2 separate regions of the Ovis aries genome follow, and region 1 is linked to region 2. A link is a contact called in public Hi-C data. All regions are on one chromosome and are shown on one strand. The core of a region is the stretch at or near the end of the contact, and the rest is flanking DNA. Distances in the headings are between cores, read along the strand shown. Region 1 holds the start of HBP1 (HMG-box transcription factor 1). Region 2 holds the start of CCDC71L (coiled-coil domain containing 71 like).

Evidence for each region. Hi-C and Micro-C count contacts between places; a contact is called where the count stands out from the background.
Region 1: a contact with region 2 is called in a Hi-C map of liver, with 3 times the contacts expected there. The contact joins the promoter of HBP1 here to the promoter of CCDC71L in region 2. A contact is called at or near these places in 2 of 16 Hi-C or Micro-C datasets (liver and muscle).

Annotation. Positions count from the first base shown.
Region 1 is chr4:49,783,645-49,787,787 of ARS-UI_Ramb_v3.0, forward strand. HBP1 (HMG-box transcription factor 1) reads left to right here and starts at 1,512. Exons shown (of 11, transcript XM_042248527.2): 1 at 1,512-1,696.
Region 2 is chr4:49,319,554-49,323,917 of ARS-UI_Ramb_v3.0, forward strand. CCDC71L (coiled-coil domain containing 71 like) reads right to left here and starts at 2,236. Exons shown (of 1, transcript XM_027958706.3): 1 at 1-2,236. The coding sequence starts at 2,120. The coding sequence ends at 1,419.

The sequences.
Region 1 (4,143 bases), core at 262-2,761, 460 kb after region 2:
TTGTTTCAGTATAGGAAAGTTACTTTGGATTTCCTTATTTGTTCCGTGGCTTTCAGATTTAAAAATTCCAGAAAAGTAGGGGTTTTAGAGGAATCACCAGCAAGGATTTAAGGCTCCTTTCCAAAAGTTTTACTTTATAGATTTCTCCCTAGTATGTTTTCCTCCTCTTAAACATAATACAGTGATCTAAAGATATAAAACCTAAAGCATAGCTTAAATGACTAAACACTAAAAGTTCAAAGGGAAAAAAGCTTAATAATGCCTTTGTAATGGGAATGAAGGTAACTATAATGCCAGAGAAGCCATTCTCCTCTCTTTGAGTCAGAGAATTAGTAACTTGAGGAGGAACTCCTAGTGGAAACAAAGTAGGAAGACATTCTTTCATCAATGGGAAGACCTCTGGAGAGGAAAAGTGGTTAAACTGAAACTCACCAGGAAACCCTGATAACGATTCACAAATTACATCAGTTTAAGTCACACATTATACCCCTCCGTATTACCTTAAACAACGAGTAAGCTGGTCAAATATAGAAAACATCAATTTGCCTTTCCTCAATTCCTAAGTCAACAGTAATGACCCTACCTCCCGCTTCACAGTTTTGTAAATTGTCCAGACCTCCGAGCTTCTCTCTCATTGTTCATCCCCAAGCCTCTCGGTGCCTGGCACGCAGCCGGCATTCAAAAAATCTCGGGTGAACTGAACAGAGTCCGCAGAGAAACCTCAAGCTGCTGTCCAGGGAGGGGCGAAGCCAGGCTCAGGATAAAGGAATGCTAAGTCTTCCCACTGGACCCAAGCGCCACCTTTATTATCCCCATCATGCCTGGGGCCGTGATTTCTGGGTGACTGGGTCCCCTTCGAGGCAGCACTGCTTCCGCTTGTGCAGTCATCTCCTTCCCCTCGCACTAAAACAATACCCTGGCCTCTTGCCAAATTCTGAGCTGCGAGCGACTCTGGTGGTTTATGGCCCGGAATGGGTGCTGTGAGAGGCTTGAGGCTGCTCTGAGTGCTAGCACAGGCCCAGAGGAAGAGAAGAAGCCAAAGCTTTAAAACACTCCCTTCCTCCGCCCCCTCCTTTTTGTCCCAGACACCAAAACAAACGAGCTGATACACGTGTCCCTATGACTCTTGTTTACTATCAAGACTGCACCGTGCACGCACTTCTGGGAAATGTAGTCCAACCCGTTACTCCGACGTGCAGTCTCGGAGAGAAACACAGCCAGACCCAGACTACGAACCCACAACCCATTTCGGGGGCAACGTTTGGCTGGAGTCCCGGGAGTCTCGGCAGCAATCCAATCCGAAGCCCTCACCCTGGTGATTGACACTCCGTCTTCTCCAATAAAGACAACGCAAAAGTCAACACAAGCCCGCCCACCGAGACGGACCACGGTACCAACCAATAGGAAGGAGAAACGATCGAATGGCAGTGCGGCGGACCAATAAGAAGGCGAAGGAGCTGGGCGGAGGCTCAACCCCCCTGGGGTTTGAGGGGAGGGGGAAGACGAAGCTTGAAAGACTTGGTAATGGCGACGGGTTTGGTAAGTAGGAAAGTTTCGGTGGAGGACTAAGAGCGGCGGCGGGAGCAGTAATGCGCCCGGGGGAGGCCGGCGTCAGTTGTAGAGAGGATACGCGAGTTGCTGGTGGTGTTGTCGCGGCCGGGGCGGCCCGCGCCGGGGCTGCTTATACTCCGCGGCGGTTTGTTGTCTTTCTGTTCGGGAAGGGGTGGGGGTGGGGAAGGGAGGGGCAGGATCCCGAGGGTATCTGGCGGCCGGGTGAACTCGGGTCGGCTGTCCTCTTCCTGACGGCGGGGGCAGTTAACCGTCCGATACCGGCCTGCGGCGAACCCACCGGACTGGCGCTTCCCGCGAGCTCACCTGGGCTTCGCGTCGGCACGGTCCGTGGGGGTCTTGGGGCGAGGGCTGGGAGGCGTCTGCGAGGACGGCGCTCTGGGCCGGGTGGCGCGGTGGGTGGCCGGGCCGGGTGAGGAGATGGGGCGGGCCTGGGCGGGGGAAAGGGGGCCGACGCGACTCTGGGGCTGCCCAGGAAAGTTTGACTTCAACTCCCCGCGAGTGGGCGGAGGGTCGGAGGTTGGCCCGGGGTGGGCGGCCGGCCGCGGGTGGAGGACTCCTGTGAGGCGCCGCCTCTTCGGGGGCCGAGAGGGGCTCGGGCCGAACTGGGAAGCTCGCGGAGCCCTTGGGCCCCGGGGCTCATTGTTACGCAGTTCGAATGAATGGACTCCTTGGCGCCTGCGCGGTGGAGTTGAGCCGAGGGGAAAAACAAGCCTGGAGTCCAGGCTGCGGTCACATGATGGGGGGAGGGGAGGGGAACGCGATGAATGGCGAAAGAGGGTGGGGGATGGACTTGGCGTGAACCGGGAGGCACTGCCTCTGTGTGACCGAGATCGAGGCTTGGCAGGCGATTTCAGTCTCCGCCTTCCAACCTATGCTGCTGCCCCAGGCGGATTAAAACAAAAAAGACGACTAGCGAAATCGACTGCCGGGGCCGGGTTTTTGTAGCTCCTTCAAACGCTGCATGCTGTCTAGGGGAGTTCGCTTGCCGCCGTGCATTCTTTTGAACACATCACCTAGAGTTAATTCTTTAGGAGTTTTCAGCAAGAATCTTTTGTAAAGGAAGCTCTGACTGCAGGGAAACACTCAAGAGTCTTTAATTCTGGGAGCCAGTGATGCTAAGGGAGGAGGTTAAAAGTCAGTTGTGTGTATACCAGGAAGTGTTGGAGTCCTACCAACAATTCCGACTGAGTGCTATAGATTTATTTCCCTCTAACTAGCAGTAACAGGTGATTCCTAACAATGATTTAGTGAAATTAAAGTTACGTTTGGAGAACTAGAATAGTTGTAACATTTGTAAATGTTTTTCTATTAACTACTGATAATAAATTTATAATGTACTGCTAGTTCTTTCAGTCTCTGCTTTTTGTTGTTACTGTTTCTGCTGTTTTCCGATTTAACTTGCTGAGTACTAGGGTCAACTGTTGAGTTTCCACGATTGAAGTCCTCAGTTCTTGCTGAGTAGGTAATAGTTGACAAAGTTTTAAGGAGATTTTAATTATAGTCAAAAGAATTCAATACACCCAGTACATTTTGGAGCTGTTTTATACTTTTGAGGAAACCAAAACAAAATATTTAAATTCTAAATTGACAGTACATTATAGGGTGAAATTTTTATTTCACTTCCTGGTTTCCATTTTACTTAGTTTTGTAAGCCCAGTTACTTATAAAAAATTTAAAGATTTTATTTATTTGGCTCCCCGGCCACGCCTACCAAGGATCAGACCCTTGCCCCCTTCAGAGGAAGTACGGAGCCCGAACCACTGGTCCCCCAGTTACCTTTTTCAGCTTAGAAAAATCTTCCCCTTAGTTCAAAGTAACCTTCTCCCGGGATTTCCCACATTTTTCCATGTTTCACAATGCCTGCTTCTCAGACTTCAAAAATGGTACTATCACTTTAAGAGTTGTTTCCGCCACTGTATTTTAATTTTTTCCGGACCGTTTCCTCACTACCTAAGTGCTCAGTGCAAATAACCTGGGCTTTATGGGGGAGAAGCCAGCTCGTCTCCTTATTTCTGTTTGAAATGAAAATATTAGTACTTCTTTTTTCTGCCATTCACTAAGTTAGTACCATGTTAATGAAACGATGCCAGGTATTTTACATGTATTATCTTTTAATTATGAAAGTGAATATTTACCTGGAATGAGAAATCACACCAGATATTTTTAAGTTGACAAATACTTTGTATATTAAAAAATTCAGGAAAAATAATATTCTCTTAATGATATTTTATATTCTTGTTTGTGCCTAGCTCATCAACAGTAATCGTATACCTTTCATATTTCGACCTGCATTTACTTTGGTATTTCATATCATATTAACTGTCATTTTCTGTAAATTAGAAAAAATAATTTTCTTCTCTAAAGTTACTGGTAGTTTAGAAAAACTTCTCACAGGTTGTTACACATGATGTAAAGATTCAAGTTTTTTTGTGCAGTGACTTATCTTGTGTACTGTTTATATTGACAGTACCTTTGTATAGATGTATTTAGCACTGGGCAGCAGTGACTGAGGAGAAGGCAGTAGCAACCCACTCCAGTGTTCTTGCCTGGAGAATCCCAGGGAGGAGGGAG
Region 2 (4,364 bases), core at 986-3,485:
GGGCCATATGGTATAAATGCTATTATAAAAGTGTATAAGAAGGGTCAGTACTCAGTGTGAATCGCCCATTGGATTCCTGTGGTCTTCAGCTGTCAACAAAGACAGGTAACTGCGAACATAATTATGAATGGAATTAAGATAAAAAAGGATACTCGTGGAAGAAAAAAGACAAATGTCACGATGTCTATAAAGGTGATGGGTGTTAGTCGGGGCACTTTCTGCTATTCAGCACAAAGTAGAGAAAGATCTATTTTGCCCAGAGTAATTTCAACAAGTTATCTGATACCAAGAAATGCCCCCACCCCTCTAAAGAGCTAGTTCTGAGAACTCTAATGGGTATTCTGTTTACCATTTTAATCACCAGGTTTACACACATTCATTTCTCCTACGTGGCTCCCAATTTAAAATAGGTTACCTTTGAACTTCTCCTGGATTTGTATGTTAAACCAGTACAAAGAGGCCAAACCATTTCCAATAGGATTCCATCCATCTCTTTAACCAACACCAGTTCTTTGTAACTCATTTTTTTTCTTTATCACAAGCCATGTGGTTTCAAGGTACTTTAATTTTTATTTAATCAAAAAGACTTTAACAAATCAACTTTTCCCAAACAGAACTTTATATGAGTTTCTACCATTTTCTTTAGGAGCTCAGTATATATAAACATTAAATCTCAATATAAAATCTTTAGAAACACTTCAAAAATGTTGAAATAGTTGTACTTTGCATCTCTTTGTTTGTAATCACTGAGCCCATGGCATTCAAATCATACAAATCCTTGCACTCTTAACATTAAGTCATAAGTTTGAAAAATATCCTTGGTCAAAGCTTTGGAATCCGGTTAAAATTAGGAAACGAGTGGGATTCAGAATACCCTGAGCACAAACGGGTGCAACAACAGCACAAAACAGGTTCGATCTATCGTCCAGAAAGAGGGGTGGCAGTTGAAAAGAAAAAAATGGGGGTAAGGGGTGGGAAGGAGGCCGGGATAGGGCGGGGTAAAAAGCAAGTAGATTCTGGCTTTATTACACAAGCACGAAACCAAATTCCTTTGGAAAAAATAACGACTTCTTCGGAGGACTTCCAGACCAGTGAGGTAGAGTCCAAAGGGAGAAAACGGATCTGCCCCTTCAGTCCTGGAGACGTCTCAGTCCCGGGTACGGAAGCAAACGGCCCTCCCCCGCGGGTCCCGCGGTCTCCTCTGCTGCCCCGCACTGGGAGGGGGTGGAGGGCGCACCTGCCCCGGAGTTCCAGACGGCGGTGCCGCGGGCCCGGGAACACCATCCGGTGACTTCTTCGCCCGTAAAGTGCGTAAGGGGACGGGGTCCTGGCCGGATCTGTAAACACTCGACTGACACTTGTCCATCCCTCCGGGCGGGAGCTCCGTCCCGGTCTGGGAGGGTGACGCGGTCCGCGCGTCATGCCCGGGGCACCGGGAAGCGGCGGAGCCTCACCACGGGTTCCAGGTTCACTCGCAGGATTTGGCGCGCTCTACGCCGTGCCGCCGCCAGGCTGCGCTCGCTCCACACGTCGCCGCCGACGCGGATGGTGGGGAAGGTGGTCAGCGTCGGGGTGGCCGCCCTCCAGATCTCCTCCAGGGTGCGGCCCCCGAAGCAGGGTTCCGGGTCCGCGGGCTTGACCGGGCAGCTCTCCTCGGGGACCGGCGGCGGGGGCGGCGGCAGCTTCCTCCGGCGAGCGGCTGGCGCCCGGGCTCCGCGGCGCCTCCTCCTGGCCGCCGCGCTCGGGGCAGGCCTGCGCGTCGGGCCGCGGGCGGCGGGGCCCCCCGGGGGCTCGGGGACGAGTGCCCGGCAAGAGGAGTAGCCGTAGACGTCCTTGCTGCGCAGGATGTGCGGGGAGAACTGGTGCTTGAGGCTGCAGAGGAAGCTCCAGAGCTCCGCGTCCGAGCTCATGAACTCCGTGCTGCGGGGCATGAACAGCTTGAAGGCGTCGCCCAGTGCCTTGGTGCTGTCGGCCAGCGACAGTTGCGACCGCGAGTACACCACCTTCTCCTCCCGCGCCTCCAGACCGGCCCCTCCTCCCAGCCTAAAGCCGCCGCCCCGGGCGGCCGCGGCCGGGGCCGCCGGGGGCCGGCGCCGCCGCCTCTTCACGCTGCGCCGCATCGAAGGCCGCTCGGGGCCGCCCGCGCTCGCCGGGTCCCGCCGCCGCCGTCCCCGCCGGTGTTTGGCTCCGCGGCGCCGGCCGCTGCTGGCACCTCCCGCCCGGCGCGTCTCTCGCTACTTTTCTCGCCTCCGCCGCCGCTGCCCCTCCCCCTCCGAGGGCGGAGGACGCGGGTGAAGATCCTGCCGCCCGGTACAAGATGGCGGCCGGCGCCCACCCCTGGGCTTTGTCATTGGACGGCGCCTCGCCCCCCTGGTTTCTCTTTCTTCTCCTCTCTTGCCTCCTTTCGCCCTCTGCCTTTCTTTAAATGTGCCCGCCTTTGGCCCCTCCTACTGCAGCCCCGACTCCACCCATTGGGTGCTCTCAGAAGAGGGCGGGGACTGATGGGGGAGAGGCCAGTTCCTGGAAGATGGTGCTGGGGTGGGTGATGGTGGCTCTTGGACACGAGTCAACAGTTGGGTAGGTACATGTGGAAGGTGCCTTGTCTAGAGTGGACATCAGCTCCACTTTGGGGGGAGTCACTCTACTCTCGGAATGAGTGGATGTGCATTTATGGATTGAGCTGGGAGGTCTACCAGTCTGAATAACAAAGGGAGACCTACCCAAAGGTGTAGTTTGTATCACAGAAGGGGAAATTGGGTGTAAGTCTAGAGGGAATGGGCCTTCCACAATTCTCTTCTGAACCTTCAGAGGCCTCTTTTGCATCTTCATCCAACTCTTACCCACTTTGACCCCAATCCATGTCAAGCAACGCTAGTAATCCAGAATCTTTCAGATAATACGGACTCTGTCAGTGGCATAGTCTCCTTCTAGACAATGGAACCATCTTCCCATGTAAAAGATGCTCTGCTTATCAGGAAAGTAAAGCCTATAATACCCATAGAACTTTGCTCAAGTTGATCAAAGATCAATTACAACAAAGCCATTGTCCTTACAGAAAATATCATTTTTAAATATACAGTTGGTTTTAAATGAGTGCACTTCACGTTTCATTTAGTTTTAGTATGTTCCTTTGCAGTACCATCTCTAGCGCAGAGAAAGGATGCAGTTTCACAATCAAAAGGTTTCTATTGAAAAGAACAGGTTGTTAAGACCCCATCACCTTTTGTATTGAGAGGAGGGGATTGAATGTTTATAGAGTAATGCACAGTCTTCTGTCATCTTTTCCATCCTCAATACTTAGTTCAGCACCTGTCAGACAGTGGGCACTCTATTTGTGCTGAGGGAACCAATGAAAAACATACTGATGTGCGAAACATGTATTCAAATTGCTAAGAACAAGACAATCGCACATTTTACATTTCAGGTTTTTTCTTAACTCCATTAAAGTTTTAAGGTTTAAAAAAAAAAAAAAACACTCCTAAGAGTTAGAACTGTGAGGTAGACATGCAAATTTTACCCCTGAGTGAGCACTTTATTTTGCAGTAGAAAACTGATAGAGCAGAGTTTTGTGATTCACACACAGCTGCTATTGGTTCCCTCGAATATTTGAGCTAAAAGACACCTAGTTCAATCTCCTTATTTCATGGATGAGGAAATTTGGATCCACAGAGGTTAGGTAATAAGGCTTCTTGATTGTAGGAATAGGACTATAGTTTAGGTCTTTGGATTCCTAATCTTAGTGATCTTTATTTTTCAATAGAGATTTTACAAATTGTACTGCTCAGACTCAAAGAGATTCAATAGAAAATGCTTTATGTAAGAGTGGAGTGACCAAGGAACAGGCTGTTCACCTGATTCCACTTCCGGCTCCTCCCAGAATTGAGCAGTTTTTAACCTGTCCAGTATACTGGACTTATAGATTATATTTTCTTAGAACCAGATTTTGTTTAATTTCAATAAAAAATAAAAATATTTTGAAAGTTGCTTCTCTGTAGCACAGCATCTTGTCCATGCACTGGGTTTATGCAAAAACCAAGCTTCCTACCAGAGGACCAGTTCTCAACCTACCTAAATCATGGTCACTTTCTGAAGAGAAAATCAGTTTCCTAGAAAAGCATATCGTGATCTCAGAACAAGATTATGGAGCCAATTATCGGCTTCCTAAGTCCTTATAAAGAAATGATATTACAACTCTTTACATCACAATTAGTTCTGTTGGTAATTTTGGGAACACATACTAATGTGAAATTTGTGTAACTTCCAATGGAATGCCCCTGCAAGACAGACATAGAAAATCTCATAGAGTAAGCCAGCAGAATGGTAAAGGGACTTCATAGTGAAAGAAAAATAAGGATTTATGTACT